7 separate regions of the Mus musculus genome follow, and regions 1, 2, 3, 4, 5 and 6 are each linked to region 7. A link is a contact called in public ChIA-PET, HiChIP or PLAC-seq and promoter capture Hi-C data. All regions are on one chromosome and are shown on one strand. The core of a region is the stretch at or near the end of the contact, and the rest is flanking DNA. Distances in the headings are between cores, read along the strand shown.

What was found. Promoter capture Hi-C pulls out the DNA fragments that hold promoters and counts their contacts. ChIA-PET counts read pairs in DNA pulled down with a chosen protein or histone mark. HiChIP or PLAC-seq counts read pairs in DNA pulled down with a chosen protein or histone mark.
Region 1: a contact with region 7 is called in a promoter capture Hi-C map of hematopoietic stem and progenitor cells. The contact joins the promoter of Pnmal2 here to the promoter of Nop53 in region 7. A contact is called at or near these places in 8 of 39 promoter capture datasets (cranial neural crest, frontonasal cranial neural crest, hematopoietic stem and progenitor cells and 4 more) and 3 of 115 datasets of contacts at active chromatin or transcription factors (astrocytes, embryonic midbrain and stem cell-derived neural progenitor cells).
Region 2: an RNA polymerase II ChIA-PET map of memory CD8 T cells shows a contact between it and region 7, with 17 read pairs. The contact joins the promoter of Ap2s1 here to the promoter of Nop53 in region 7. A contact is called at or near these places in 4 of 39 promoter capture datasets (cranial neural crest, liver and pre-B cells) and 1 of 115 datasets of contacts at active chromatin or transcription factors (memory CD8 T cells).
Region 3: a contact with region 7 is called in an RNA polymerase II ChIA-PET map of memory CD8 T cells, with 28 read pairs. The contact joins the promoter of Fkrp here to the promoter of Nop53 in region 7. A contact is called at or near these places in 7 of 39 promoter capture datasets (cranial neural crest, frontonasal cranial neural crest, hematopoietic stem and progenitor cells and 3 more), 4 of 115 datasets of contacts at active chromatin or transcription factors (bone marrow-derived macrophages, embryonic forebrain, embryonic limb bud and 1 more) and 1 of 9 other capture datasets (macrophages).
Region 4: an RNA polymerase II ChIA-PET map of memory CD8 T cells shows a contact between it and region 7, with 53 read pairs. The contact joins the promoter of Dact3 here to the promoter of Nop53 in region 7. A contact is called at or near these places in 6 of 39 promoter capture datasets (cranial neural crest, frontonasal cranial neural crest, hematopoietic stem and progenitor cells and 2 more) and 3 of 115 datasets of contacts at active chromatin or transcription factors (bone marrow-derived macrophages, effector CD8 T cells and memory CD8 T cells).
Region 5: a contact with region 7 is called in an H3K4me3 HiChIP or PLAC-seq map of bone marrow-derived macrophages, with 3 times the contacts expected there. The contact joins the promoter of Ptgir here to the promoter of Nop53 in region 7. A contact is called at or near these places in 2 of 39 promoter capture datasets (cranial neural crest and hippocampal neurons), 1 of 484 Hi-C or Micro-C datasets (the HL-1 cell line), 4 of 115 datasets of contacts at active chromatin or transcription factors (bone marrow-derived macrophages, fetal liver and memory CD8 T cells) and 1 of 9 other capture datasets (adipose tissue).
Region 6: an RNA polymerase II ChIA-PET map of memory CD8 T cells shows a contact between it and region 7, with 37 read pairs. The contact joins the promoter of Prkd2 here to the promoter of Nop53 in region 7. A contact is called at or near these places in 2 of 39 promoter capture datasets (hippocampal neurons and liver), 1 of 484 Hi-C or Micro-C datasets (embryonic stem cells), 4 of 115 datasets of contacts at active chromatin or transcription factors (astrocytes, effector CD8 T cells, fetal liver and 1 more) and 3 of 9 other capture datasets (adipose tissue, liver and macrophages).

Annotation. Positions count from the first base shown.
Region 1 is chr7:16,942,992-16,946,966 of GRCm38.p6, forward strand. Pnmal2 (PNMA-like 2) reads left to right here and starts at 1,691. Exons shown (of 1, transcript NM_001099636.2): 1 at 1,691-3,975. The coding sequence starts at 2,102.
Region 2 is chr7:16,736,565-16,740,503 of GRCm38.p6, forward strand. It overlaps Ap2s1 (adaptor-related protein complex 2, sigma 1 subunit), which reads left to right and starts at 1,880. Exons shown (of 5, transcript NM_198613.2): 1 at 1,880-1,974. The coding sequence starts at 1,972.
Region 3 is chr7:16,814,453-16,818,098 of GRCm38.p6, forward strand. Fkrp (fukutin related protein) reads right to left here and starts at 2,280. Exons shown (of 3, transcript NM_173430.2): 1 at 2,248-2,280; 2 at 612-674. It overlaps Strn4 (striatin, calmodulin binding protein 4), which reads left to right and starts at 1,437. Exons shown (of 18, transcript NM_133789.3): 1 at 1,437-2,182. The coding sequence starts at 1,901.
Region 4 is chr7:16,873,367-16,877,210 of GRCm38.p6, forward strand. It overlaps Dact3 (dishevelled-binding antagonist of beta-catenin 3), which reads left to right and starts at 1,951. Exons shown (of 4, transcript NM_001081655.1): 1 at 1,951-2,307. The coding sequence starts at 2,059. 9330104G04Rik (RIKEN cDNA 9330104G04 gene) reads right to left here and starts at 1,520. Exons shown (of 2, transcript NR_152128.1): 1 at 846-1,520.
Region 5 is chr7:16,905,163-16,908,980 of GRCm38.p6, forward strand. It overlaps Ptgir (prostaglandin I receptor (IP)), which reads left to right and starts at 1,328. Exons shown (of 2, transcript NM_008967.3): 1 at 1,328-2,474; 2 at 3,557-3,818. The coding sequence starts at 1,623.
Region 6 is chr7:16,841,517-16,845,421 of GRCm38.p6, forward strand. Prkd2 (protein kinase D2) reads left to right here and starts at 1,386. Exons shown (of 19, transcript NM_001252458.1): 1 at 1,386-1,517; 2 at 1,966-2,347. The coding sequence starts at 2,108.
Region 7 is chr7:15,944,454-15,948,286 of GRCm38.p6, forward strand. Nop53 (NOP53 ribosome biogenesis factor) reads right to left here and starts at 1,655. Exons shown (of 13, transcript NM_133831.3): 1 at 1,377-1,655; 2 at 837-901. The coding sequence starts at 1,600. Gm24576 (a long non-coding RNA gene) reads left to right here and starts at 1,640. Exons shown (of 2, transcript XR_391165.4): 1 at 1,640-1,847; 2 at 2,008-3,337. It also overlaps a transcript of Ehd2 not described here.

The DNA of each region.
Region 1 (3,975 bases), core at 441-2,940, 1.0 Mb after region 7:
GTTTCTGTCTGAGGGACATGAGCAGGGGAAATGGAGAACAGGTAAGCAGTTTGCACAGTGCCCGGTTGCCATGGGAACTGTGCCATCAACCTTTTTTTTTTTTTTTTCTTTACTGACAAAGCAAATAACAAAGCCAGAGGATGGGGGGAACCCAAGGTGGTTTTGTTCTGTTCGTGTTTATTATTTAACAAATGCTTATGTAACCTCAGGCCTGATAAACAGCACACACAGCCGTTGTTCAAGGAGAGGCAACTAAGCCAGCTTCTCTCCCCTCACTCTCATGGGCTGGGGTCTCCAGGAGACCCTTAGGAAAAGGAACAATGGCTGTCACCATTTCACAGAGAAGCAAACAGATCAGGGAAAGTTCTAGAAGATTCTCGAAGTTGCTGCTGAGAAAGCAATAAGGATAGAATATAAATCCAACAGATAGTCTATTCAACTCATAGAGGGAGGGACAGGCAGCTCAAGGGCCTTTAAAGCAATGGACCATGGGTATGGTGGTAGGTGAGAGCTGACCTAAAAGTTGTCCTCTGACCTCCATACATATGCTGTGCACAGGCATGCCCCACCGCACATGCATCGTACATATGCACACACACACACACACACAAATCATAAATAAAACAAAAATTTCAAAATAAAAAATTTGGAATATCTGGGTACAGTGGCTCACACCTATGATCCCAGCATTCTGAGGCAGGAGGATTACCAGGACTTTGAGGCTAGCCTGGGCTACATAGTGATATCCTGTTTCAAAAACCAAACCCCAAAAGGATCCAGGTGTGCTAGCATACAACGTCAATCCAGCATTCAGCAAGCAAAGGCAGAAGGCAGAGGGCAGAGGGCAGAGGCAGAGGCTGACAGATCTCTATGAGTTTGTGGCTAACCTGAGCTACACAGTTCTAGGCTAAACTGGCCTACAAAGTGAGATCCCGTTTCAGAAGCAGAATATAGGGACATCCATGAGTGAAGCTGGTCTCCATGAGTCTGGTACCCACATACTGAGTACCACACACCCGAAATGATACCCCTTGGCTCATAAAGGACAGCTGACCGGGGCGTTTCTGCTTGCTATTGAGGATACGGTAAAACATAGAGCCCGTGTGAGGTTACACCTCCAAAGGACAGTTTGATTTGGGGCTTTATTAATCAGAGGTCTATCTGTCCCGCAGGAATGAGGATGTAGTTCGGTTGGTAGAGTGCTTACGCAGCATGCAGAAAACCCTGGCCCCGAGCCCCAGAGACGTATTAATAAAACAGCGCAGGCTAGACACCACTGAGGCCTGTAATCGCAGGAGGGCGGAAGCAGGAGAATCAGAAGTTCAAGGTCATCCTTGGCTACATGGCAAGTTCAAGGCTAGCCTGGCCTTGCTTCAAAAAACAAAGCCAGAATAAATGACCCTGGTGGAAGCCTCTATTCTTTCCAAGGAGGTGTCTGTCTATCCCTTGAAGTGAGACTGATCACCTTCAGTGGTTTTCACAGTGACTTTGTCTTCCTTCTTGGCTCACTAGTCCCTAAACCCTCCTTCCCACCTGGCCCTTTAAGAGCAGCTGCTGCGACCGTACCCGGGCAGACCCCAGCTGCAGCCTGCAGTGTTACTATGGAGACGGGGACTAGCAGGAGGGGGCGGAGAGGTGATTGGGTCCGCGCAGGCGCAGACCGAGGCTGCCGTTCCGCAGCGGCCCCGCTGAGCGTCTAGACCCGGGTACGCGCTTCACTCCAGACTCCGCGGGAGCACAGGCGAGCCGCTGCTCTCACTCACCCCCACGCCCACCAGGTGCGTTGATCGTCGCCCTCCTGTACTCCACCAGCGGTGTCCAGTCACCTAGGTTGTCAGGGACAAAGGGAAGGGAGGAGCAACCCGGGACAGCCCGGAGAAAGTACACGTAAGCCCCCTGCGGACCCTCGGATTGCCCCGGGGGAAGACCGTTGAGTCCGGCAAGCTAGCAGGTAGCTATAGCCTACAGCCCCAAACCCGGAGTCTGGACTCTCACCCTGCTGGTGGCCTTTCCAGAGTGGGATTGACCTAGCCTGTGTTCAGTAGCCCACCCCTTTCTCGGGCTCCCTCCCGCCTAAGATTAGCCTCCGCCGGGCAGCGCCATGACGATGAACCTTCTGCAAGATTGGTGTAAGGAGCTGGAAGTGGAGGTGCACAGGGCCCTCCTGATCACGGGCATCCCTGAGCGCCTGCAGCAGGCGGACATCGAAGCTACCCTGAGTCCGAACTTGCAGCCCCTGGGCAACTACAGGCTTCGGACTGTGAGAGCTGTAACCAAAGAGAAGTCTCAGGCAGCCCTTGTAGAATTTGGGGCAGACTTCGATCACTCTGCCATACCTATCCACATTAGGGGAGAGAATGGGATTTGGAAAATCCTGAGTAAGGACCGCGGGCAAGATGCGCGGGTCCTTAGGCAGATGAGGCGCCTGTTGCTGGATGAAAGGCCCATGGATGACTTCAGAGAAATAGCCATCCCTCTGGTATTGGAGGCCCAAGCCCAGGCCAAGGGATTAGGGAAGGAGGCCAAGAAGGCTGGCTCCTCTGAAGGGGCAGCTAGGAGCGGCCGTCGGGGCCGTCGGGGAGGCAAGCGCCGATCCAGAAGCCACAAGTTGACGGCTCAGAAGGGCCAGAAGAGGAGCCGGGGAGGGCGGCGAGCCAGGAGTGAGTCGGAAGACTCTTCTGATGACAGCCTGGGTATCGTCATAGAGGAGATCTACGCAGAGGACCTGAGCGTAGATGAAGACCAGAGGGCCCTGTATGCCACGCTCCAAGCAGCTGCCAAAGAGCTCACCAAGAAGTGGGCCTTTCGGGGTGACCAGGAAGAAGGAGATGGCCCCCGAGAATTCTTGGCACTTGTCACTGTCACCGACAAAGCTAAGAAGGAAGAGATAGAGAAAGACCTTCCTGGGACAGAGTCTATCTGCTTAAACATCAAAGACGAAAAGAGCGGGGTTCCTGATTTAGTCGCGCTACTGGCTGTGAGAGATACCCCCGCAGTGGAGGTAGAGACAGAGGTGGATGATGATGATGAAGATGACGAAGATGAAGATGATGAAGATGATGACGAAGATGAAGATGACGATGAAGATGATTCCGACAGCGAGTCTCTGGAAAATGGAGAGCACGGAAAGGAAGTGATGGATAGCCCCGAGTTTGTGGCTATTGTGGCTTATACAGACCCCGCTGACCCCTCTGCCAGAGAGGAAATGCTAAAAATAGCTTCTGTGATTGAGACCCTCGGCTGGGGCGACAAAAAAGACAAAAAAGATGTCCTTCCTCAAGTCCTGTCCGTCATGGCTAAGGACACCTCTGGGCCCAGGGTGAAGGTAGAGGAGGCAGGTCGTCAGGTGGACGCCATGGTCCTGAGGAAGGCAGAGGAAGATGGGAATCTTCTGGAATGTATTTCTACCTTGGCTGAGGCAGAGAACTGCCCTAAGGGAAAGAAGTCTGGGCTAGGTCTCCTCAGAGGCTGGACCGCTGAGGGCCACCAGGGTGGCCTATTGGAGCTGGTGGCACTCTTGGCTGCGCAAGATATGGTGGAAGCTGTGAGAGAAGAAGAAGCCAGCAGGTGGGGCAGTGGTGGAAGTGGTGGCCGGAAGTGTGACCATAGCCAAGGTGGTTTATCTGAGGTCCTGGCTTTCCTGGCCTCCCAGGAGAATCTAGAATCCAACGAGGAATCGGACGAGGATTCAGACACAGAGTCAGAGGGAGATTCCGAGGACACTGACAGCGAAGAGTCCGAACCTGGTGACAGCGTGTCCAAGAAGCCGCGCGCCAAGAGAGCGCGCACAGGCTCCAAAGGCCTCCCACCGGCCGGCGCCACCGCGGTCTCCACCGCATCCCGGGCACGCAAAGCCCGCAGGGGTGGCCGCGGTCGTGGCCGGGCTGTCACCCCAGAGAAGAAAACGGGGAGCGGGGTTTCAACCGAGGACCATGCGGGGAACAACAACAAGAAGAAGAAGGGATCCGCAGGAGC
Region 2 (3,939 bases), core at 630-3,129, 790 kb after region 7:
TGTGTGTGTGTTTGCGTGTGTGTGTGTGTGTGTGTGTGTGTGTGTGTGTATGCGTGAGAGAGAGAGAGTTTGTGTGTACGTCAGAGGACAACTGGAGAGGGCAACTGGAGAGAGTCAGTTCTCTCCTTCCTCCATACAGGTTCTAGTGATTGAACACAGGTCATCGTCAGGCTTGGCAGCAGTTGTCTTTATCCACTGACCTATTTGCCTCGTTCAGGTTTTAGAATTTTGAGACAAAGTCTGACTCTGTAGTCGAGGCTAGCCAGAGAGTCCCTATATAGTACAGGATAGCCTTAATCCATACCAGTACACTTCCATGGATTTACAGACACTGTGTCTAGCCCAATTCCTATCTTTATTTTATTTTATGTACATATGTAGTTATATTTATGAGAAAACCTACATCCCTAAGCTCAACTAAATAGAGCACTGCGTAAGCATAGAAAGGCAGTTAGTTACATTTTTAGGTCCACAGCGTAATGACTTGTTTAACACTATTTCTGCTGGGCATCAGTGGTGCATACCTTAAGTCCAGGTAAGCAGATCTCTGAGTTCAAGTCCAGCCTGGTTTACAGAGTGAGTTCCAAGACAGCCAGGACTACATAAGAAACCATGTCTCAAAAGTAAAATAAAATAAAATAACCTACTTTTCCTAAGACTGGTGTGGTGGCATATGCCTATACTGTAGCCCCTTTGGTGGCAGAAGCTGCAGGATCAGGACTCCAACTGATCCTCCCCTACAAGGCTAGTCCTAGGCCAGTCCGGGATACATAAAACCCTGAGCTTAGGGGCTGGTGAGATGGCTCAGCGGTTAAGAGCACCAACTGCTCTTCCAAAGGTCCTGAGTTCAAATCCCAGCAACCACATGGTGACTCACAACCATTGGTAACGAAATCTGATGCTCTCTTCTGGAGTATCTGAGTACAGCTACAGTGTACTTACATATAATAAATATTTTTTTAAAACCCGAGTTTAAAGGAAAAAAAAAATCACTGGAGGGAAGAGTGAAACATGCCTTCTGAACGTGACAGAGATGATGCCAAACCTTACAGCAGCTGGGAGTTACTGCTCAAGGCCTGTAGGAGACCAGGCCCATCAGCATTTCACCACAGGTGGGCACGGATTGAGATGCTGGAGAGAAGACTCAGTGTTTAAGAGCTTTTGCTACTCTAGCAGATTCGGCTCCCAAACTCCAGTTCCTAGGTTCTTATGCTGTCTTCCACCTCTGTGGACACTGCAGGCATACTATAGACTTACCTACATGCAGGTGAGAACTCAAATACATAAAATAAGCAAAAAATTAAAAACCAGTCGCCGAGGGTGCGAGGGTCATATTCCCAGTAGTGTATTCTGTTAAAAGATGCCCATGCCCAAGTAAGTAACGCTCACATCCGCAACCCCAGATCAATGCCGTGGGTCACACGCTCCGCAAGAAAAACATACATGAAAAAAGGAACACTTTGGGGAAGAAAGGGTTTTGGTGGAGGAGAAAGAAGTAAGCTAATAATAATGGGGAAATATTATCAAAGCACATTATATGTTATAATTTAAAGCAAAGTTGAAAAGAAAAAACTACTATTCCCAGCATGTCCTTGCTGGTAGCTTTGGGATCGAGGAGCACTAGAACCACATTTCCCGAAATGCAACGCTCACTCAGTCTACTTTTAACCTATGGAAATTGTCCTTATTCAGAGTCCTTCATCCACAATGCATTTGGTACTCGCATTTGGCGACTAGGTCTCTTGATAGGAAAAAGGGCAGTCGCAGAGCATGCTGGGAAGGCGTTAGACCGGGGCCACCCTTGCCAACGCGTGCGTTTAAACTACAACTCCCAGAGGGCCGTGCCCGAGAAGGAAGGCGGGTTCTCCTGCCGGAAGTCAGTTCTAGCCCTGGGCCCCACAACTGCAAGCAGAGCCGGAGCCGCCCTGTTACAGCGGGACCCGGGCCTCTGGGGTCCAGACAGGGGTCGCCATGGTAACGGGGGGAGCGTCGTACCGGGGACAGGCAGAGGGGGGTGGTTCACGTACGGTCCCCGGGGTTTCGGTTTGGAGGTGACAAGCTTCCTCCTGCTGCGGATGATCCGGGCCGGGCGCGGGTTCTCGGGATTGGGGTCAGGAATGGGGATCAGGGGCTGGATGCTGCGCTGCGGGGTGTGCTTGTGGTTCCAAGCAAAGGATTTGGAGGGGAAGGAGTGTCCAGGGGAGGGACTGCCTTGGTGGGAGACATTTGGGGGTGATTTTGAAACCACAGAGGCGGGAGAAGATATTGGAGATGAGGAAGGGATGATGGAAAAGAACCAGAGACTCTACAGACAGGGTAGAGAGGGTTCCTTATGAGAAGGAAGGAGCTGGTTTTAAGGAGAGCTAGTGTTGGGGCAAATTGGATATGGCCAGGGTAGATGCTCTCCAGGGGAAGAAGAGGACCCTGGAGGCCGGAAGTTAGCCCCTGTAGGATTAGAGTTAGGCTGCTGCAAGAGGAGAGAGGGCTGTAGCAGTAGAAAGTGGATTCTAGAAGAAAATGGGGAGCAACTGAACAGAATGTTCCACAGAGGAGAGGTCCGGGGTGCAGAGTAGACTTGGAGGCGTCACATTTGAGGAGGGGGAGCTTTGGGAGAAGGGCTGAGCACTGGATTTAGGGGAACCTCCACCTCCAAGACGGGCCTTTTGGAACTAAGAGTTCTTTGGATAGGGACTTGGAGAAGAAGACTTGGGAGGGGGATGTCAGAACAGGAGGTGAGTAGAGGTCTTGGAGGTTCGATGCGACCTTTGTAAAAAGGGAGGCCAGCCTTGGACAGGGAGAAGGGGTGCTTGTAATGAAGGACAGGTGAAGCTTCCCGGAGTCGGGGCCAAAGGTGCTGGGGTCAGGGGGATGGAGGTTACAACGAACAATGTGGGGAGGTGGTCGGGAGGCTCCCTGAGGGTACAGCAGAGGGATGGATGTAGGGACTAGGGGCTGCTCAGATGTGTTCCCAGGAGTGAAACGATTCTCATTGAGGGAAACAGAAAGAAGTATTGGTTGAAGTGGGGTAGGACACAGAGGGCTTAACTCAGCCTTGCTTCCAGCTGTTCTTCCCTTCTGCTCCTGTGCCCACCCCCTTCCCTTCCTGGGTTTCCCTGGCTCAGCAGAAGTAGTTCTTGGAAGGGGCATGTAACATCCTGTTTGTGGTTTTCTGCTTAGGTTGAATAAGGCAGATAGGTTGAGGGAAGAATGAGGCTCGGGAAAGACCATGGAAGCCAGTAAAGAATCCAGGGCTCAGGGTAAAGACTTGGAGGAACTAGCTCTGCTTTCTGGTTGTGATAACTATGGGTCTTAGCTTTGTCATCTGTAAAATGGGCAAGAGCATATATGACTGGACAGACAGGGCTTCAAACTAGGCTTCCCAGCAGGGAACCCTTGAGCCCTGATTTTCCCCTTTCCGTTTCCCCCCTCAGTACCTAGGATTGAACCCCGGTAGAGGATTGAACCTGGGGTCTTGGGCATGCTGCTTGGGTATTTTACCTTCAGCTAAATTTTCAGCCTTGTGGTTTCTTTCTCTCTCCTTCCCTCCTTTCTCTTCCTCCCGTTCTGTGCGCTCTCGAGTTGGCTCTCTCTCTTCTTTCTTCTCTCTCTCTCCCTTTTTGTTTGTTTGTTTGTTTGTATTGAGGATGAAACCCAGGGCCTTGTACATGGTTGTAAGTCTAGTACATCTCCTGCCACTGAACTACATCTCTGTCTTTCCTGTTTTTTTATTCTCATTTTACGTTACGTATGTAGAGGTCAGAAGTGACTTGCCCAGTCATTCCTCTCCTTCCACCATGTGGATCTCAGGGATCAAACTCAGGTCTTTGGGCTTGTCAACCTGTACCCACTGAACCAGCTCACCAGCAGTTTTGTTTTGTTTTGTTTGTTTTGTTCTCCTTGAGACAGGATCTTGTAGATATCCCAGGCTGCCTTTGAACC
Region 3 (3,646 bases), core at 1,030-3,529, 870 kb after region 7:
AAGACAGGCACACCTTAGTGGTAAGGTAGGAGACCAGCCGGGAGCAGGAGTGAGTAACATGGGGCCTTGCCTAGGAAAAGTGGTCAGGGAAGAGAGTGAATCTGAGCTCATACTAGCTTTCCATTTCTTCCCCCACACATTATATACGCTGAGTCTGATGTTAAATGCTTGTATTCCCAGCACTTGGGAGGTGGAGGCAGGAGGATTGAAAATTCAAGGTCATCCTTGACCACTGCTTGAGTTTGAGGCCAGCCTGGGCTACATGAGACTGTCAGAAAAACAACAACAACAACAACAACAACAACAACAAAACAGTGTTTAAAGATGGCCCAGCAGGTTCTTGATACCAAGGCAGACCTGAGTTTAGTCTCCAGAACCCAAACAATACAAGGAAAGAATCAACTCCGGCAACTCAGCCTCTGACTTCCACACATGCACATGCACACAATAAACAAACACATGAAAAAAATCTAAGCGTATGCATCACTTGGAATTAGCCTTAGCCTTTTCAATCACAGTAGGTACAAAAAGGAGACCCATTCAGGAAAGCCTTTAAGGACATAGAAAGGGCAGTTACCCATGTGATTACTGTGACATCCAGGGACTCTTACCTCCCTAGGTTTCAGGCTGAGGGTGATCAAGAAGAGTGGTTTCACCTTGGGTCATCTGCCCTGCTGAGGGAGGAACCAGAAAGCATCAAATGAGCCAGCCCCTCCCAACAAAGTGCAATTTCATTCTACCCGCCCGTGAAAGTAGCTAATGAAGTCACAGACTCTTTTGTCTATTTGAAGTCCATAAGCCTGGTTACCACTTCAGTCGTCTCAGGAGTGATGTGGTGGGTAGGAGTCATCAATTGTAAGCTATAACTATCCCTCTTCCATGATGGTGTCCAGAAGGGCAGAAGTGACAGCAACTGTTACCATGACAACCTCTTCTCTAGACTCATGCATCCTTTGGAGCTAATCCTAAACATCCCCTATCTTACAGGACCTGATTGCTAGGATCATCAGACTGTGGGAGATTGCCCTGTTATAGTAACCAGGGCATGGATTTAACTGTTTCTCATCTCCCTGGAAATGGTCCAGGCCCTGTAACCATAGCAACTGTCCCACAGCAGCACTTGTCTTCTAAATAAAAACACCTGGTTGGTTTATCCATGGACTTTCCATAAGGGAAGGGGAGATGGTTACCATGGTAATGGCAACTGGGTTGGCTGGGGGAGGAGTGGGACAGAGGCATTCCTCTTAGAGGAATGTCTTTGGGGCTGGGCCTTTTTTCTACCTGAGCTCTAGGTGAGGGGAGGTTGCTATAGTAACTGATGAGGATAGGGTCAGAAGAACCACCAGGGACTTGGGTTACCTTAGCAACCTCCTCCTAGTGCAATGATAGTAGAGGTTTGGGACTCCACATATGCAAACTGGGAAGGGGCCTCCAGATTGGATAGGGTTATTATGACAACCGACTTCCTCTGGTCAGAGCCCACTCCCCACCCCAGGTCGTCTTTTTTGTTTTTTGTTTTTTTTTTCTTCACTAAGTGAAAGAGATGGGGGTGTATTTGCATTTGGAGGGGATAGGACTCTGACATTGGGGAGAATGCAGAAAAAAAAGTCCGGTCTGGTCTCTCGACCGCAAAGGAGACAATTGCGAGGGACCCTGGGTCCTTTGCCTACGTAGAGGCAGTCCCTCCCCCTCCCTGTCAGCACCCCCGCCCGCGCGCACCACCGGGGTCGACCCGGGTGGGTGGGCGAGGCTCGCGCCCAGCCCCGTGCTTGTCCCCGCTCCCCTCGCCCGCCCAGCGCGCGCGCGCGCGCACACGAGGCGGGGGTGTAGAAGTGTGAAGCTGCGCGTCCGCGCAGGCGCGCGAGGTACAGCGGGCGCGCGGGCCGGCCCCGGGGCCTCCATGATGGAGGAGCGAGCGGCCGCCGCGGTCGCATCGGCCGCCTCCTCCTGCCGCCCTCTGGGCTCGGGCACGGCTCCCAACCCGACGGCGGCGGCCCCGGCCTCCAGCCCTGCTCCTGGGCCCGGCCCGGTAGGAAAAGGAGGTGGCGGCGGAGGCAGCCCGGGCCCTACGGCGGGCCCGGAGCCCCTCAGCCTGCCGGGGATCCTGCACTTTATCCAACACGAGTGGGCACGCTTCGAAGCCGAGAAGGCCCGCTGGGAGGCCGAGCGCGCCGAGCTGCAGGTGAGCGCCACCGCTGCCCTCCCGCGCTCCCCGCCCCAGTCCTGCCCGGCCCGGCCTCGCCTCACCCGCCGCCGCCGCCGCCGCCATCTTGGAGCAATGGCCGCCGGGACGGCCGGGAGGGGGCGGGCAGGGCCGGCGACGGGCCGGCGGCGGGGTCCTCGGGGCCTCGGGGCGGACGCGGGCCGGGACCGGTCAGAGGATCTGAGCAGGGCCGAGTCTGCCGGGAGCCGCGAGTGGGAGTGACGAGCCCAAGCCCAGAGAGCCTGTCTGGGCGATGCGACTCGGGGTTCCCGGGGGACAGAGTGCTGAGAAAGTGGATGGGGTCTGCGCGAATAAATATGCCACGCCTCGCCTCCGGATCCTAACCAGATGCTGGCTGTCAGGGTGGAATGGACTAGATGTCTAGTGGGGTGACACACTCTTAACATCCACTGGGTGCAGGGAGTGAAGAGAGGAAGACTGGAAGCTGGCATGGGGTACCTTGGGGGAGTGGCTGGCCCGGAGCAATTGAAAGGTGGGAGGAAGCTTGATAGGAAGGGGTCCCAGGATGAAGTGTGTGGCCTCCTGTCCAAGAAGGACACTTTGGGCACGTGTGGCTACAATGTAGGGACACATTGGGATCGTTTGGGTGGAACCACGGAGAGGGTAGAGGACATGTTTTGGGCTCCCCCAGGAGAGCTTGAGAGTGGGAAGCGACATTTTGGGTGCTTTAAGGAATTAGAGTTCCGTTATGAAAGATTTGAGGATGTTAGGTAGAAACCCCTGAACTGTTAGGGCGTTTGTTGGGTATATTCAGTGGGAAGACAGGAGCGTCTGAGATGCTGCACACGGTGAAGAGGGATGGAGGTGCCTTTGGGTGATGAGTAGGGGGAAAAGACAGCACGAGGAGGGACTCCGTGAGGGAAGTGATTGTGTAAGGGCCTCTAAAGGGACTTGATGGTTTGTGGAGAAGAATGTGCCAGGTGATGGCTCGTGGAGTAGAAGTTGGGCTGGGCTCTGTGACCTTGAGCTAGGTACTGCTTGTGGGGAATCAGAAAGGTGAGCACTTCAAGGCCTTCAGGGATGGGCCCCCAGGAGTCAAATGGTTCCTAGGCTGGGATGTTATTAACAAAAACAGTCAGCGCTTGGTTTCTGGCAACCCATCTTTCTGTTTCCAATGTGCTCTTTCCTGTCAGATTGAAATGGAGCCCCAAATAAGTGACTGATTCAGTTTTTGTCCATGGGATGAATGCCAAGAGCATTTGAATTTTGTGTATGTAGCTCCCATCCCTGAGAGAGAAGTCCTTATGTAAGTGCTCCTCGTGCTGTGCCCAACTCTAACTCAGGCTCTTTCCCAGCATACATCTCATCAGATCTTCTCAATACCCCATTATGTAGGCAGGGCCAATGTCATTACCTCACTCAGCAATAACGACAGCAGCTGCTATTTATTCAGGGCATATTATGTGCCTGACACTGTATTAA
Region 4 (3,844 bases), core at 701-3,200, 930 kb after region 7:
AAATTTTAAAAAAATTTTTGAGACAGGGTTTCTCTGTGTAGCCCTGGCTGTCCTGAAACTCACTCTGTAGACCAGGCTGGCTTCAAACTCAGAAATCTGCCTACTTCTGCCTCCCAAGTGCTGTGAGAGTAAAGGTGTGCGCCACCACTGCCCAGCAAGACTAAATATTTCAGTGTGTGGTGTATGTGTGCACTCACGCACAGAGTGCAGTTGCCTGAGGAGACCAGAAGAGGACAGTGGATCCTCTGATGCTGGAGTTAAAGAGGACTGTGAGCCTCTTTTTCTCTCTGTGTGCCAGAAACCGAACCCAGGTCTTCTGGAAGAGCAACAGCACTCTTAAATCACGGAGCCATTTCTCCAGTGCTGGGATTACAGATATGACTCACCATGCCCAAGACTCAGTTCTTTATGAGTGGTAGAAGCTGTTACTCCAAAAAAAAAATAATAAAAAATAACAGGGTTATACGTGGTGACCCACTCCTTTAATACGAGCACTGGAGTAGGGGGAGTCAGATACAACCCAGAGGTGGTCTGAAAGTAACAAGCCAGTCTGGTCTACATAGTTACAGTTCAGCCAGGGTTACTTAGTGAAACCCTCAAAAAGCAAAACAAAACATAATTATGCTGTTAAACGTTCAGAATAACTTTTTTTTAGATGTAGATGAAGAGCACAGAGAGACCAAATACGTTTCCTAGTGTTACTCTGCCTTAAAGTGGCATAGACTCACCACATCAAAGTTGGTTATTGCCAGATGATCATAAAACATTATAAAAGACAGTTTCACACTATATTTTTCTTTCAATGACAGGCTGTCATAGTTAGCCCAGATTGGCCTCGAACTCACCGCGATTCTACGGCCCCATCCTCCCTTCCAGATCTGAGCTTTTAAGGAGTCAAAGGTCCGTCTGAGAAATGGGCTATTTCACAAACGTTGCCGACACACCGGGTGTAGTGACACATGCTGGCCGCGTGAGGGGGCGCTAGCCCGGCTTGCCCAGTGAGAAGAGGCAGAATGCAGCCTTCGAAAGCAGGCAGGCTCAGATTTAGAACTTCAGAACGTTGAGAACAGAGCATCTCAGAAGACTGAGAACAAAGCCTCTTAGAACCGTGAACAAAGGCCCCTGCGAGCTCAGACTGGTGGAACTCAGCTCCACCGCACCTGGAAGACAAAAAAGACCTCAGATTCTCTTCTGGTCAAAGCATAGAATATTTCACCCAGGGTCTTGTAATTCCGTAAATGTGCTGTTTTGATGAGACAGAAACTCGCTGTGTAATCCAAACTAGCTTGAAATTCACTATGTAGTTTAGGCTGGCCTTGAACTCTCAATTCTCCTCCTGGTTCAGCCTCCCCTATGATGGAATTACAGAGCCGGTTTGAACAGGTCCTGCTTAAAAGCATAATCAAACCGTAAGATGTTCAATCCGCTTTACTTCTGAGGGTCTGGGAAAGCTGCCTGGAAGAGGAGGCGTGATCCGGATTCAATCATCACTGATGATCCTTCTGCGCAGACTCAGAAGCTGAAAGTTTGGGAGGGGCGGCAAGAGCAGCTGCGGAGCTGTCACGTGGATCCAGTCTCTATTTATAGACCACCCTTCCCTGGACCTGGAGAGCCCAATGGCAGCCAGCGCTCGCCCGCAAGGGGGCGGAACCAGCTCCAGAACCAAGCGACTGGCACCAATGAAATTGGAGCAAGGGCGGGCTTGCTTCATTGTGATTATAAAGAAGGCGTGGCCACAGCCCCAGGATCGCCGCACAAAGGGGCGTGGCGAGTCTGATACCCCCGTAGGTAGTCCTGGGCATGCGTTGTTAAGGAAAAATGGGGCGGGGCGGAGCCCTGCGTCACGGAAGGCAACAACCAATAGTAGGTCGTTGTCGTGCCTTCAGGGGCGTGGTCATGTAGATGAGGCGCGGGTGGGCGGCCCAATGGGCGGGCGCCTATGCAGATGAGACGGTGACAGCCCGGCCAGCGGGCGGGCGGGCTGCTGGGGCGGGGAGGTGGGACCGGCGAGAGGGGCGGCCGTGGGGCCCGGCCGGGCTGGGGCGGGGGGCCGCAGCCATGATCCGGGCCTTCTCGTTCCCGGTGAGCCCGGAGCGGGGTCGGCTGCGGGGATGGTTGGAAGGCAGCCTGGCCGGGCTCTGCGAGTTGCATTGGCTCCGAGAGAGGCAGGAGTACCGCGTGCAGCAGGCGCTGCGGCTGGCCCAGCCCGGGATGGGGGGCGCCGAGGCTGAGGACGAGGAGGACGCCGAGGAGGACGAGGATGCGGCAGCGGCGCGCAGGGCCGCAGCAGCCCTGGAGGAGCAGCTGGTGAGGGGTCGCCTGTCCGTGCGTCCATCCATGCATTCCTCCCTCCCCCATTCGTTCCCCCACCTCCCTGCTCCTGTGTCCGTCTGTCTGTCTTGGTAGTGTATGCTCAGCACACCGGTCCTAGGGTAGGGGAGCAGGCAGGGGGAAAGAGATAAGACTGGAGACCTGGCTTTTCCTACCCCCAAATAGAGCTGATAGGGAGGATGCACGGCCTCCGTTGGACTCAGCATGGACCCTGTTAACCGTCCTGGATGCCTAGTGTGTGTTAAACCAAACATTCGTCTTCTTACAGATTTCCTATTTCATGAGGGTTTGAAAGTCCCCATTTTACAGAGAAAAAAACTGAGGCTTAGAGACAGGAAGAGACTCACCCAAGGTCACACAGCCGGCATTCAAACATAACCTCCCTCTGGGCCCCGCTACCCGGAATCCATCTTCATCTTTCCTTAAGTCTCGGGGTGCTTGGAGATCCCTGGAGGGGGCGGGGTGGGGGAAGGGGAATCTTCAGGCCTCTGGAGAGAGAGACCGGCTGCTGAGAAACCCCCGAACAGTCCCTGAGGACCCCCGGGGGCATTTTGATCAACCCAATGACACTTCTTTCTTCTACTTGGTCCCATGGCTCAGTAACACGGGGAGGCCAGGTGAAGATAGCTAGGGAGTGAGGGGAGAGAGAGTATGATTCGCCGAGGAACTCTAATGATGACTTTCAAATTGAAAAGGCTCCAGCTCTTTCTCCCTCCCTACATCACTCCTTGAGTCTGGAGACCCTTTCCGGTTGTTGCTCCAACCTTTCCATACCCCAGCATCTCTGTTTCATTTCCTTAACACAGTCTCTGTCTCTATGGTCTTCCAAGACCTGTAAAGCTTCCAAAAACAGAGGAGATTAGAAATGGGGTCGTGGTCTGTCTCTAGGCCTCAATGTTTTTCTGCCTAATGTCTGTCTCCATCTCTCTTCCCTTCCCCCAGCCCACTCCCCTGGCCCATCCCATCCCGGTACCTAAGCCTCTATGTGTGTACATGTGTGTGGTCAGAGCTTCCCGTTTAGGGAAACCTGAGCCGAGGCTGTGGGGGTGGAGACGGGGATCTGGCTGTTGCTGACCTCGGCTGCCCCCTCCCCAGATGGGAAATGGGGAAAGGGGCTGAGGCCAGACGCCCAGCCCCACCCCCAACCGGCCTGACGGTGCAGGGAGTGAGACCTTACACATTCTTCTCCAAGCAGAAACAGCTGTGGGAGGCCCCGCCCCCTCCAAAAGTTACCGAGGAGGGGAGGTGTTCAGCCGCTACCCCTGCCCTCCGCTGCCTGCGCTTTGCCAGACCCCTCCATCCAGTCCACTAAGAGGGTGGGAGAAGGCACCACTGCAGACCAGTAGTGGTCTGGCCTCTCTCCCTCCTCACTCTCTGCCCCTCTTCTCAGTGCTGAGTCCTCCTGGTTAGCATGAAGTGGTGATGGGAGAGCAGACCTGTACCTCACACTCCACCCCTTCCCCAATGTAGGCAGTAGAGGCTCTCAGCCAGGCCTCAAAGAGGAGGAGGTGGA
Region 5 (3,818 bases), core at 78-2,577, 960 kb after region 7:
ACTGAGACTCCTGCAAGTTGTCCTCTACACCATGAAATGGGTGCACCCATACACACACGCACAAGCACACACACACACACACACACACACACACACACACACACAATCTTTTTGCTTTTTTAAGGTTAAGGTCATTTTTTGGTTACATAGAAAGTTTGAGGCCAGCCTTGGCCACGTGAAATCTGTTTAAAAAAACAGCAGAGCAGCAGCAGCAGCAGCAAGAACAGATTTTTTAAAAAAAGAAAAGAAAAGAAAAGAAAGGAAAAGAAAAGAAAGGAAAGGAAGCCACACAAGGTGACTGGGGTCTCTAAGGTCCCCTCTGACCCTCCAGCAGGAACTGTGGAGTCAGTGAAGGTCCCATCACCTCTGTACTGACAGCTGGGCTGACACTGATCTGAGGGAGGCGGCATGGTCGGGGGAGGGTGTTGCTGAGGGAGGATGGGTGGAGCCTTGTGTGTGGGAGCAGAGCTGGAGCCTGAGATGGCTATCCATCGCCAAAGTGTTAGTATCGGAAGTCAGTGTCGTGAGCGGTGACTGGGGCCTGGAAGTGCTATGGTGCGAAGTAAAGGTCAACCTTTAATGGTGGGTCACCAAAGCCCTGTGAACTGCAGACCATGCATGGACTGTGCGTCCTGAGCTAGGAGCCCATGGATGAGGTCTGGTCAGGCGGCCTCCTTCTTCAACTCCTGGAAGGAGTGAATTGTGTCCAGGGACCAGGACTCTCCATGGTGTCTGGAAAACACTACATCATGGGGGAATTTCCTGGTCATTTCTCAATCCCAGGGCCAGGGCCTAACCCCAGGGCCTGAAGCCCAGAATAGCTCTCAGAGGCTGTTCACACACAGTTCAGGCCATGGCTAAGCTGGAGAACCACTCAGCACTAGGACCTGTCTGGCTTCCTTGGGTTGGTGGTGGTGGTGGTGGTGGTGGTGAGGTTCTGATACTAGGTAACACGAAGAGGGACTTAGATATGAATGCATTTGGAGAGGGGTGGGGCAGACAGACACAGAGGTAGAGACAGACAGACAGACATAGAGATGAGATGCTGGGGAGGGGGCACGTATGAAAAACAGAAAAGGTTGAGTGGGGGTGGAGGTGGCAGCAGGTGACTGTGCTGTGGACTGTATGAGGAAGAGGCAGGAGGAGAGGCAGAGGCAAGAGACGGATACTCAGAGCAGGAGATGGGGTACAAGCCAGGGAAAGCAGGCAGGGAGCCCGAGGGGGCCTCTGGAGACCAGCACAGGGGGAGGAGGGCGGGGCAGAGAGGAAATGAAAAAAGCTGGGGCGAGGAGGCAAGATGAGGAGGGAGGGGGAGGGCGGGCCCTAGGAGGGAGAAGCTGACAGAGATCTACACAGACTCGCACACAGACAGGAGAGACTGAGGGACTTCAGAAGGCAGAGGTGCTGGAGGGTCTAGAAAGCAGAAATGTCAAGGAGGTGACAGAGAAGTGTAGAGGAAAGAACAGGGGGTAGGGGACAGGGAACACTGAGGCACAAAGGGACAAGGACCTGACAGAGAAGGAAAGAAACAGGAGAGGGACAGACACAGGAGAAGACAGAAACAAAAGACAGAAACACACGGGCAACTGGGAATTGACTGGCAGATCCCAGATCCTATGAAGATGATGGCCAGCGATGGACATCCTGGACCCCCTTCTGTCACTCCTGGGAGCCCTCTCAGTGCAGGTGGCAGAGAGTGGCAGGGCATGGCAGGCTCCTGCTGGAATATCACCTACGTTCAAGACTCGGTAGGACCTGCCACCAGCACGCTGATGTTCGTGGCTGGTGTAGTGGGCAACGGGCTGGCATTGGGCATCCTGGGTGCCCGACGGAGGTCACACCCATCGGCCTTTGCGGTGTTGGTCACTGGGCTGGCGGTGACGGATCTGCTGGGCACGTGCTTCTTGAGCCCTGCAGTGTTTGTGGCCTATGCTCGAAACAGCTCTCTGCTGGGCCTGGCCCACGGTGGGACGATGCTGTGTGACACTTTCGCCTTCGCCATGACGTTCTTCGGCCTGGCCTCCACGCTCATCCTCTTTGCCATGGCTGTGGAGCGGTGCCTGGCACTCAGTCACCCCTACCTGTACGCCCAGCTGGACGGGCCGCGCTGCGCCCGCTTTGCCTTGCCTTCCATCTACGCTTTCTGCTGCCTCTTCTGCTCACTGCCCCTGCTGGGCCTGGGCGAGCATCAGCAGTATTGCCCAGGGAGCTGGTGCTTCATCCGCATGCGTTCCGCCCAGCCTGGCGGCTGTGCCTTCTCCCTGGCCTACGCCAGTCTCATGGCCCTGTTGGTGACCTCCATCTTCTTCTGCAACGGCTCCGTCACTCTCAGCCTCTATCACATGTACCGCCAACAGAGACGCCACCATGGCTCGTTTGTACCGACCTCTCGGGCACGAGAGGATGAAGTTTACCACCTGATTCTGCTGGCCCTCATGACCGTCATCATGGCCGTGTGCTCCCTGCCTCTCATGGTGAGTGTCCCTCGGAGCTGGGGTGCAGGGGGAGGAGTGGAGGGCAGCATCCATCTGTGCTCTCCACTTGTCGTGTCTATTTGACAGATGTGAAAACCGAGGCTCAGAAAGGGTCAGATGGTGACTTTGTGTTCCATGTACTCCTGAGTACTCCAAGAAGTCTCTCTGCTTTCTTTTCCTCCACTAGACAATCTCTAGCCCTTAGCTGTCCTGTCAACACCTCTCAGCCGGCTCCCCTATCCAACACACCGTTGTGATAACAGGATCCACAACTCACGGGCACTTGCTTTCTGCCGACACAACGCTTAATGGCATTCCAAATGCCTCTTCAGATGAATTTCAAATTGACCTTACACAATCATTTCAGAAGCACTGGGCAGGAAATGACACTGAAGTCCCATCCTGTCAACCTCTTTATAGAAAGATGATAGTGCTTGCTGCCCGAGATCACACAGGCTGGCTGAGTCTCCTCCATCCTGGCTCTCTCCTCCCGGAGCCTGGCCATATAACCATGAGCACCCCACACACTCCCTGAGCCTGGGCCCTGCCCTTGTCCCCCACACCCTTCTTTCAGCCTCACAGGGACCTTGTGCTGTCCCCTCCCACTATAGCAGCCAGTGGGGCTAGCCACGTTTTTATGCTGGGGGTTGGAACACGGTTTGGAGTGTATTTGGGGTGCTGGAGCCCTTTGAGGATTAACAATGTCTGACAAACTCATCTCCAAGGGTGGCTCCACACGAGGCTTTGGGAGCCTCAGCGGGCTCAGGCTTCTCTGTGGGCTGGGGGTGGGGTGGGGTGGGGAGTCGCCTCAGCGCAAACGGTGGGTCTGGTAGGTCAGTACCCACTGCCCCACCCTGTCTTTCCTCTGCCCGGTGTTTGCTATGTCCTGGGGCTTTCCTGTCTTCTGCTCCCCGGATGCCTGCACACGTTAGCAACTCAGCCTGCATCTTTCTTCATCTTATCTCATTTCCTTCCCCTCCGGCTGCATAAGTCCCCATCCCTGTGGGTAATAAGTGGGAGGTGGGGTGAAAGGATGGGGGAGGACCACCCATGATGCATCTGTCACCTGTTCTGCCCCTCAGATCCGAGGCTTCACTCAGGCCATCGCCCCAGACAGCAGAGAGATGGGGGACCTCCTCGCCTTCCGCTTCAACGCCTTCAACCCCATCCTGGACCCCTGGGTCTTCATCCTTTTCCGAAAGGCTGTCTTCCAACGCCTCAAGTTCTGGTTGTGTTGCCTGTGTGCCCGTTCTGTCCATGGGGATTTGCAGGCGCCCCTTTCCAGACCTGCATCGGGGAGAAGAGACCCACCGGCTCCTACTTCTCTCCAGGCTAAGGAAGGGA
Region 6 (3,905 bases), core at 136-2,635, 900 kb after region 7:
CGGGGTAAAGGGGGCCGTGAGTCCCAGAAGCAGGCAGTCAAACATGCTGGGGACATGCCTGTCTAGAAGGTACATGTAGGCATGTGGTTTTTAGGGGACACTCATTAGCCAGGCTGTGAGCTCCACGTGGCCTTGCCTCCCCCTGTCCCTCTTTGCAACTTCCCCAGGTGGTAGTTTGGGTTTTCACTCCAGCCTCAGACTTCCTTCCCCAGCCTCTGCCCCCGGATGTGGTGACAGCCAGCACTGTACCCACCTCAGCTGCCCCCAGCAGCGCTGAACCAGTAAGGGGGGGCCCTTGTGGACAAGTTGCTGCTCTCTTAAAGCTCCAGCTACCTGGATGTGAAAACTAATTGGTAGCCACTGCCTGACTACTGGAGTAAAAGTCAGAACGGCTCTTGATGGAGTTAGAGTTGACTACACAGACTCACAGGCTCTCAGTTGATGTTAGCTTTTTAGATTTCCTGTTATTGCACTACTGTTTATTTCAGAGAAGGGTGGAGGTCAGGACAACCCACAGTAGCTCAGCTGGTTCTCCTTTGACTATGTGAGTGTACAGGATTGAACTCAGGCCAGTGAGCTTGGCTTCAAATGCCTTTCCCCACCTGGCCATCTCACCAGCCACATGTTGGATGATTCCGTTAACACACCCACCCAGACACCCCTGGATGTTTTCAGTGCCTTCCCTTTCCTCTGCAAAATCAAAGGCAGCCACATCAACTCAACTTTAGCAGTGTCCAGGCACCACCTGTATTTCGGCCTCATGACAGAAAAACTAAGGCTCACAGTGGAGAAGTCACACAGCCAGAAAGATGTCGGCACTTGGTCTCACAGGAGGTCTATCAAGTGGTGGTGTCCTTTGTCATGCCACCTTGGTTGGAGGGACAGGCTTTGTACCCTCAACTCTCTGGAGAGAAACCTGAAATTAAGCTCTCTTGTGCATCCTAAGGCCTCCTCGACTTCCCACCTTATATACTGGGCTTTTGAGCTGGGGACGCGCGCTTTTGTGTGTGTGTGTGTGTGTGTGTGTGTGTGTGTGTGTGTGTGTGTGTGTGTGTGTGTGTGTGTGTTGGGGGCAGGTTGAGTAGCAGAAACTGTAAAGCCACCGGACTTGACAACGATTTCCGACCCTTTCCCTGCGGTGGGCGCCGGATGCGTGCCAGTCTGACAGCTCACTCCTTCAATGACAAAGCGCCTGCCCCTCTCGCGTGCCGCGGTGAACTGCGGCGAAAAGTCAACTTTCCAGGCTGGACTGTGCAGAGGAAACGCTGACCCTTCCGCCCTCCTACCCCCAGCCACCAAATTCCCCCCAACTCCCTGGTGCGGGGTCCCGCCTTCCCCTTCCGTCCCAGTAAGGCCCGCCCTGTGATGTCACGGTGCCCTGCTTTGATTGGCCAGCTGTGCCATCGCTCCTGAGACTTCCTTCTGGGCCGCCGCTGCCGACTTAAACTTTGAAGGGGGAAAAATAGAGCTACCCGCGCTGTGCGACCCTCCCTTGTCCCCGACCCGCCCCGCCTTCGGTAACGCTCCCTCCTCCGCCGCCCCTGATCCAACTTTCCTCCGACTTTCACGACCTGTGAGAGTCTCTTCTTTCAGCCCTGGCCCTGGCAACCCCTCCTCATCCCCGAGCCAGTCGGGTTCCTACGATCCACTAGATCCCTGGTCAGACTCCCGTTTTCTACCCCCAAGGCAGAGCATCTTCAGGCCTGCCCTGACTTTGGTCCTGCCGTCAAACCCACCGGATCCTGGCATTCCCTCTGCTTTGCTCTCAGCCTTCTTTCTCCAGGGGCCTTGGATCGCAGTGTCTTTTGATTCCAGGGACCCTGCCCTACCCGACTTTCTTTCCTGGTTTCTTCCAACCTTCCAATCTCTGGGTACCCTTCCCCAAACCACTGTTTTTCTTTCTGAACTCTGCTCTCTTGACTCCCGGCGTGTGACCCACTAGATGCCTTTTCTCTCATTGCCCAGGATCCCGCCATCCTCGCGTCTCTCAACCTGACAGATTTCTCTCTCAAATGCCTGCGTTCTTACCACCACCGCAAGAGAGCTCTCGGATCTAGGTCCCAGGGTCCTTGGTGAGCTTTGGGCGGCAGATCTGGATCTGGCCCCCATGGCCGCCGCCCCCTCCCATCCCGCAGGACTCCCCGGCTCTCCGGGGCCCGGGTCTCCTCCGCCCCCCGGTGGCTTGGATCTCCAGTCGCCGCCACCTCTGCTGCCTCAGATCCCGGCTCCGGGTTCGGGGGTCTCCTTCCATATCCAGATCGGATTGACCCGAGAGTTCGTGCTGTTGCCGGCTGCCTCAGAGTTGGCTCATGTGAAGCAACTAGCCTGTTCTATCGTGGACCAGAAGGTGAGGGCATAGGGGGCTCTCATGATAAAGGAGGAGGCTTTGGAGGTGGCCTGAGATTGTTGGGAGGCCAGAGAGGGGCCTAGGTGACAGACGAGGAGGGGCACTACACCCTAGTCGTGTCCTCACTCCACCACCGGTTTCAGAGAGGCCCGGATAGGGGTGGGGTGCCCAGAGGCCTCCCCAAATTGCCTGTCGCTGCTTGTTGTTTTCTGCAGCGAGCAGGGAGGAAGGGAGGGGCCTACCAGGTGTGGAGTTGGGAGGAAGGGGCAAGTGGGAGCAGCTGATCAGGAAGAGCTCTTCTGATGGGCCCATCCTGGGCCTCCGGTCTTTGGAAACAGTAGAAATTGAAGCCATACTGGCCATGGTGATCGGGTGACATGTGTGAGTGGGTGTGTGGACAAGCTGCCAGGGGCAAGCAAGGTCTCGGGGTACAATCCCTATCCTTTCCCAGGCCTGAGATGGGGTGTGAAGGAGCAAGGCACTCCTGTGTATCTCCTTGGCACCCCCCAAAATCCCTGCAGACCCCTCTCCCCGCCTAATCAATGCCCCTCCTGCTGCTCTTAGATTTGGCTATCCAGGTTCCTCGCCTTGAGTATCATGGTCAGAAGGAACCAAGTGGGACTAGATGCCCAAATCCTAGGAAAATTTACAACCCAGCTGGTAGAGCACTTGCCTAGCAAGCAACCCCCCCCCCCCGGGTCTATCCCCCAACCCTAGGAGGTAGAGAGGAGCATGCTTTTTCAGTAGTTCAAGTGCCTGGTGGTGAATATACGAGAAGTTCTGAGTCCTGAGTGGTTGAATAATATGACAGTTACAGGTGGAACTCAGAATGTATAATCTTATAATGGGAGCACATTGGGATTCCCAAACATCCAGACTTAGGCTTTTCTCGGGCTCCTGGAAATAGATCCTTCCTCTCTAGAGAAACAGCAGGAACAGGGCCACCTCCCATTTTTTCCAGCAGATAAAAAACTAGTTAGAAAAAAAGCCAGCCTAGGCTACATATCCAAACCCTGTTCCAAGTGGGTGGGAGGTGGGGGTGTTACTAGATCAAGCCACCATCCGGGGCAAGGCAATACTGATTTTCTACAGATCATCAAGGGAAGCTGAGCCCACCAGCTCTCCAAGTCTATTTAGCCCAGCCCCCTCCCACTCCTAAATCAGCCTAGCCGGCCTGTGGGAAGCAGGACTGGGGCTCCTGTACATTGCCCCTGGAGTGAAATTCTTTGTATTAGGGTTCAGATCCCCAGCCTCCCCTTCTCGGGCCCAACCTAGTTTGTTTTCTGCTCTTCTAGGGGCTCAGGGGCTGTTTTGGGCCCCTTCTTGCCTGCCTTCCTTCCCTGTGCCCCACCTGGGCAGTTTCACTTTCTGTTCGACGCTGTGTCATTTCCTGCCCACTTCCAAGCTGGGACCCGGACACCTGGGTCTTTGGAGCCTTGGATGAGAGGAGGCCTCCTTACCTCTTAGCTATCTTAAGCACTCCCCCAAAAGTCCCTCCAACACCCCCCCCCCCTTTTTTTCTTGTTTCATTCTGCCCCAATGCTGGGCCAAGAGCCAG
Region 7 (3,833 bases), core at 405-2,904:
TTAAGTGTTTTTCTGCCTCCTTGGTGAAAACCCCACTCAGCAAAGCAATCCCTAACTTGCCCTTATTTTCATGTCCCAGCAGGTCCCAGCCCAAGTTCTGCTGGAGTAAAGCCATCTTGCCAAGACATGTTTCCTTCCTCCTGGCTAAAAGAGATCCTCTTGTTCTCTCTGTTTTGAGACAAGGTCTCATTGTGTAGGCCTGGCTGTCCTGGAGCTCACTATGTAGACCAGGCTGGCCTGCAACTCAGAGAAATTAACGTTGTGGGTTATCATGCTTGCTATCATATTCTTTGGGGAAGGGGGACAAAAAAAAAAAAAGCTGAATGATACAGCTCAATAAAACCAAACAAAAATGAACAACAGGTCACCTTTCTTAATCATCTCAAGCTTGTTTCAAAGCCATTCAAAGTAATTCTTTATACTAAAGACTGCCCCTTCTAGTCTCCAGTGGTAAAGCATACCTTTATTTCCAGCACTCAGGAGGCAGAGGCAAGCAGATCTAAGTTTGAGGCCAATATGGTATACATGGTAAGACTGTGGTGATGAACCACACCCAGCACTGACTCGGGGAGGCAGGGACAGGTGGATTTCTGAGTTCAAGGCCAGCCTGGTCTACAGAGTGAGTTCCAGGACAGCCAGGGATACACAGAGAAACCCTGTCTCGATCCCCCCTCCCCTCCAAACTTGTGATCAAGACTGTTTCCAAAATGAGAGAGAGAGAAAGAGAGAGAGAGTGTGTGTGTGTGCTTTGCTTTAAATTATGTCATCAATGCAGATCTCACGGGTGCAAGACTCAGAGAACCACCAGCACACAACTTCATAAGAGCACTCCTCACCTTTTCTCTTGAATCCTGTGTCCACGAAGAAGAGCTTTTCGTTTGGGGCCTCTGCCAACAAGCCACTGAAGGATAAAAATGCAGACTATTTGCCAAAGTAATGCTGGAAAGATAACAGACCCTTAGGGGTCTAACTTTTTGGGCCCATCCCAACTCTTCCTCAAACCATGGGCTACACCTGGAGCTTTCACACAGAATTTAAAATGTACCACGATGGGGTGAACGTACTTTATTCTCTTTCACTTGAAATTCAAACTCTGTAGCAAAAGGTTTTAATGCCAGCACTCCGGCGGCAGAGGAAACTTGAGTTCGGAGCCAGGCTTGTCTACATACCGAGTGCCAGGTCGTCCTACATAGTGAGGCCCTGTTTCAAATTTTAAAAAAAACTAGGGGAAAACTTAAACTTTGTTGGGATTTTCGCACGCTTATTTGTTAAAGATACTATTGATAGGTCTCCCACACCGAGCCGGGATGCCCGGTCCGTCTAGCACCAGGTCGCAAAGCGCACGGCCACGCCACCGGAAGTCCCGCCCCACGTACCCGGTCGTGCGCTCCTGTAGCCGGACGTCTTCCAGGAACTGGTCGACCTCTAACCCCAGCGGCTCCTCGGCGAGCCTCCTCCAGCCGCGCTTCTTGTTTCTGGGGCCCCGCCGCCGCCGCCTCAGAGCGGGATCCACCGAGGTCGGCCGCAGCCCCAGGAAGCCAGAGTCCGCCTGGCTTCTCGAGCCGCGCTTCTCACCGTCCCTGTTACCACCCGCAGCCATCTTCTTAAAGGAAGAGCTTAGTCGCTCTAACTCCGATATCCGGTTTGGAACGTGCGCGTCTCGAGTGACGTAATATGACGCACTTCCTGTTTGCGACCATCTTGATAAAGCGTAGTTTTTACATAGAGAGTTTTACGTCTTGGCAAAAGGATAAATCATCACGTTCAGTCTCTTCTTATTTTAAAAATGTTCGAGCCGGGCGTGGTGACGCACGCCTTTAATCCCAGCACTCGGGAGGCAGAGGCAGGTGGATTTCTGAGTTCGAGGCCAGCCTGGTCTACAGACTGAGTTCCAGGACAGCCAGGGCTACACAGAGAAACCCTGTCTTGAAAAAACAAAACAACAACAACAAAAGGCAGGGTTTCTTTGTGTAGCCTAGCTGTCTGTTAACTCACTCTGTAGACCAGGCTGACCTCGAATTCAGAGATTCGACCTGCAATTTCGGGTTGGTAGGGAGTAGGCTATGTGGATTCTTGGTTCTCACTCTGAGTAATTTACCTTACCCGGTATCATAAAATTTTACTCAAACCATTTTGTTAGTTATACAAGTTTTTTGTTTGCTTGCTTGCTTGCTTGCTTTCTTGGTTTGGTTTTTCGGGAGAGGGTTTCTCTGTATAACCCTGGCTGTCCTGGAACTCACTCTGTAGACCAGTTTCATACGTGCCTTGCCATTTTTGCTTCCCTTTGCCTTCTCACTCCTACTGAACTACCCTTCTTTCCCCCAAATGCCCTCCTCCCTTGTGTCTTTGTAGTTTTGTGACGTACTGGATTTACTAGGATTTTTTGTACCAGCAATGAGTGAAGAGTTAGTTACTAGATCAGAGGCAACTGACCAGTGTGTATGCCATTGAAGGACACCCCTCCTTCCCAAATAGTAACTGCCAAGGGACGGAGTCCAGTCAAATTTTCTTTAACTCTTTTTATTAAAGAAGATGCTGGGTGTGGGGCTGCCAAGATACCTCAGTAGAGAAAGGCTGTTGCTGCCAAGCCTCAGATTAATCCTCATAACCCATATGTTGGAAAAAGCCAATACCTGCAAGCTGTTTGTTCTTGACCTTCACAAGGTATGCTGTGGTGGCATATATGCTTACACGCCGTTATGAAATATAATGTGGCAAGGGAGTATTTTTGGAGGGCCTGGCCAAGGTGTACCCCTGAGAAGTTACACCATAAAACAGACCTAGTGTAAAGGTTTATTGGGGGGAACGCAAGAGTACTGTGGGACTTGGTGAAGGGACAGAGGCAGACAAGTGGACAGATAGACAGGCAGACAGATGGGGGGCAGAATCATGAGGGCAGAGAGAGGGGACAGAGAAGGAGAGGGAACATTGGTGGTGGAGATCAGAGAGAGAGAGCTGGGGTGGCAGGTGGGTCCTTACATCTACTGGTACATCTGGCTGCCGTAGGTCATGATGTAAGCACTGGCTGGGTCCCTGAAAGCAGGCCAATGGAATTGCCTGTATAAAACACACACACACACACACACACACACACTCTAAAAGAAAAAAAAATAGCTGGGTAGTGCTGTTCATTTTTAACCTTACCTACCTACTCAAGAGGCACTGAGGCAGGAGGATGGCAAGTTCATAGGCCACCCTGGACAGCAGAATGAGTTTAGGGTAGAGAGACTGTCTCAAAATGAAAAACAAGGGTTGGGGAATGGCTCAGTGGGTAAGAGAGCTTTCTGGGCAAACAATAAAGACCTGAATTTAAGTTCCCAAAACTTAACAAAAAAAAGGCTGAGTAATTGGCCTGGAGAGATTATTCAGCGGTTAAACTTATCATTAAAAGCTGAGTATGTGGCCTGAAGAGATGTTAAAAGCACTGGCTGCTCTTCCAGAGGACCCTGTTTCAATCTCCAGACCCCATCACATCTGTGATCCACAGACCTGTGCATGCATGAACTCAGTTTTAAAGGTCCAAATCTAGAATATTGGTGCCTAGCATCCAAGTGCCAGCCAACTATCACTGCCTCCACACCCATCCCCCATCCCCAGGCCCCTGGAAAGTGGTAGTCATCCAAAGAGATCTACAAAGGGTTTTGTTTTCAGGTCATGCAAAAGGTGGGAAACTGAGCCCCGTGTAAGCAGGGCAAGTACTGTTAACTACAGCCCTAGCCACACCACACCTTTATCTTTCGATACAGGGTTTCTCGGTGTAGCCCTAGCTGTCCTGGAACTCACTCTGTAGACCAGGCTGCCCTCCAGTTCACAGATCCACCACCTGCCTCTGC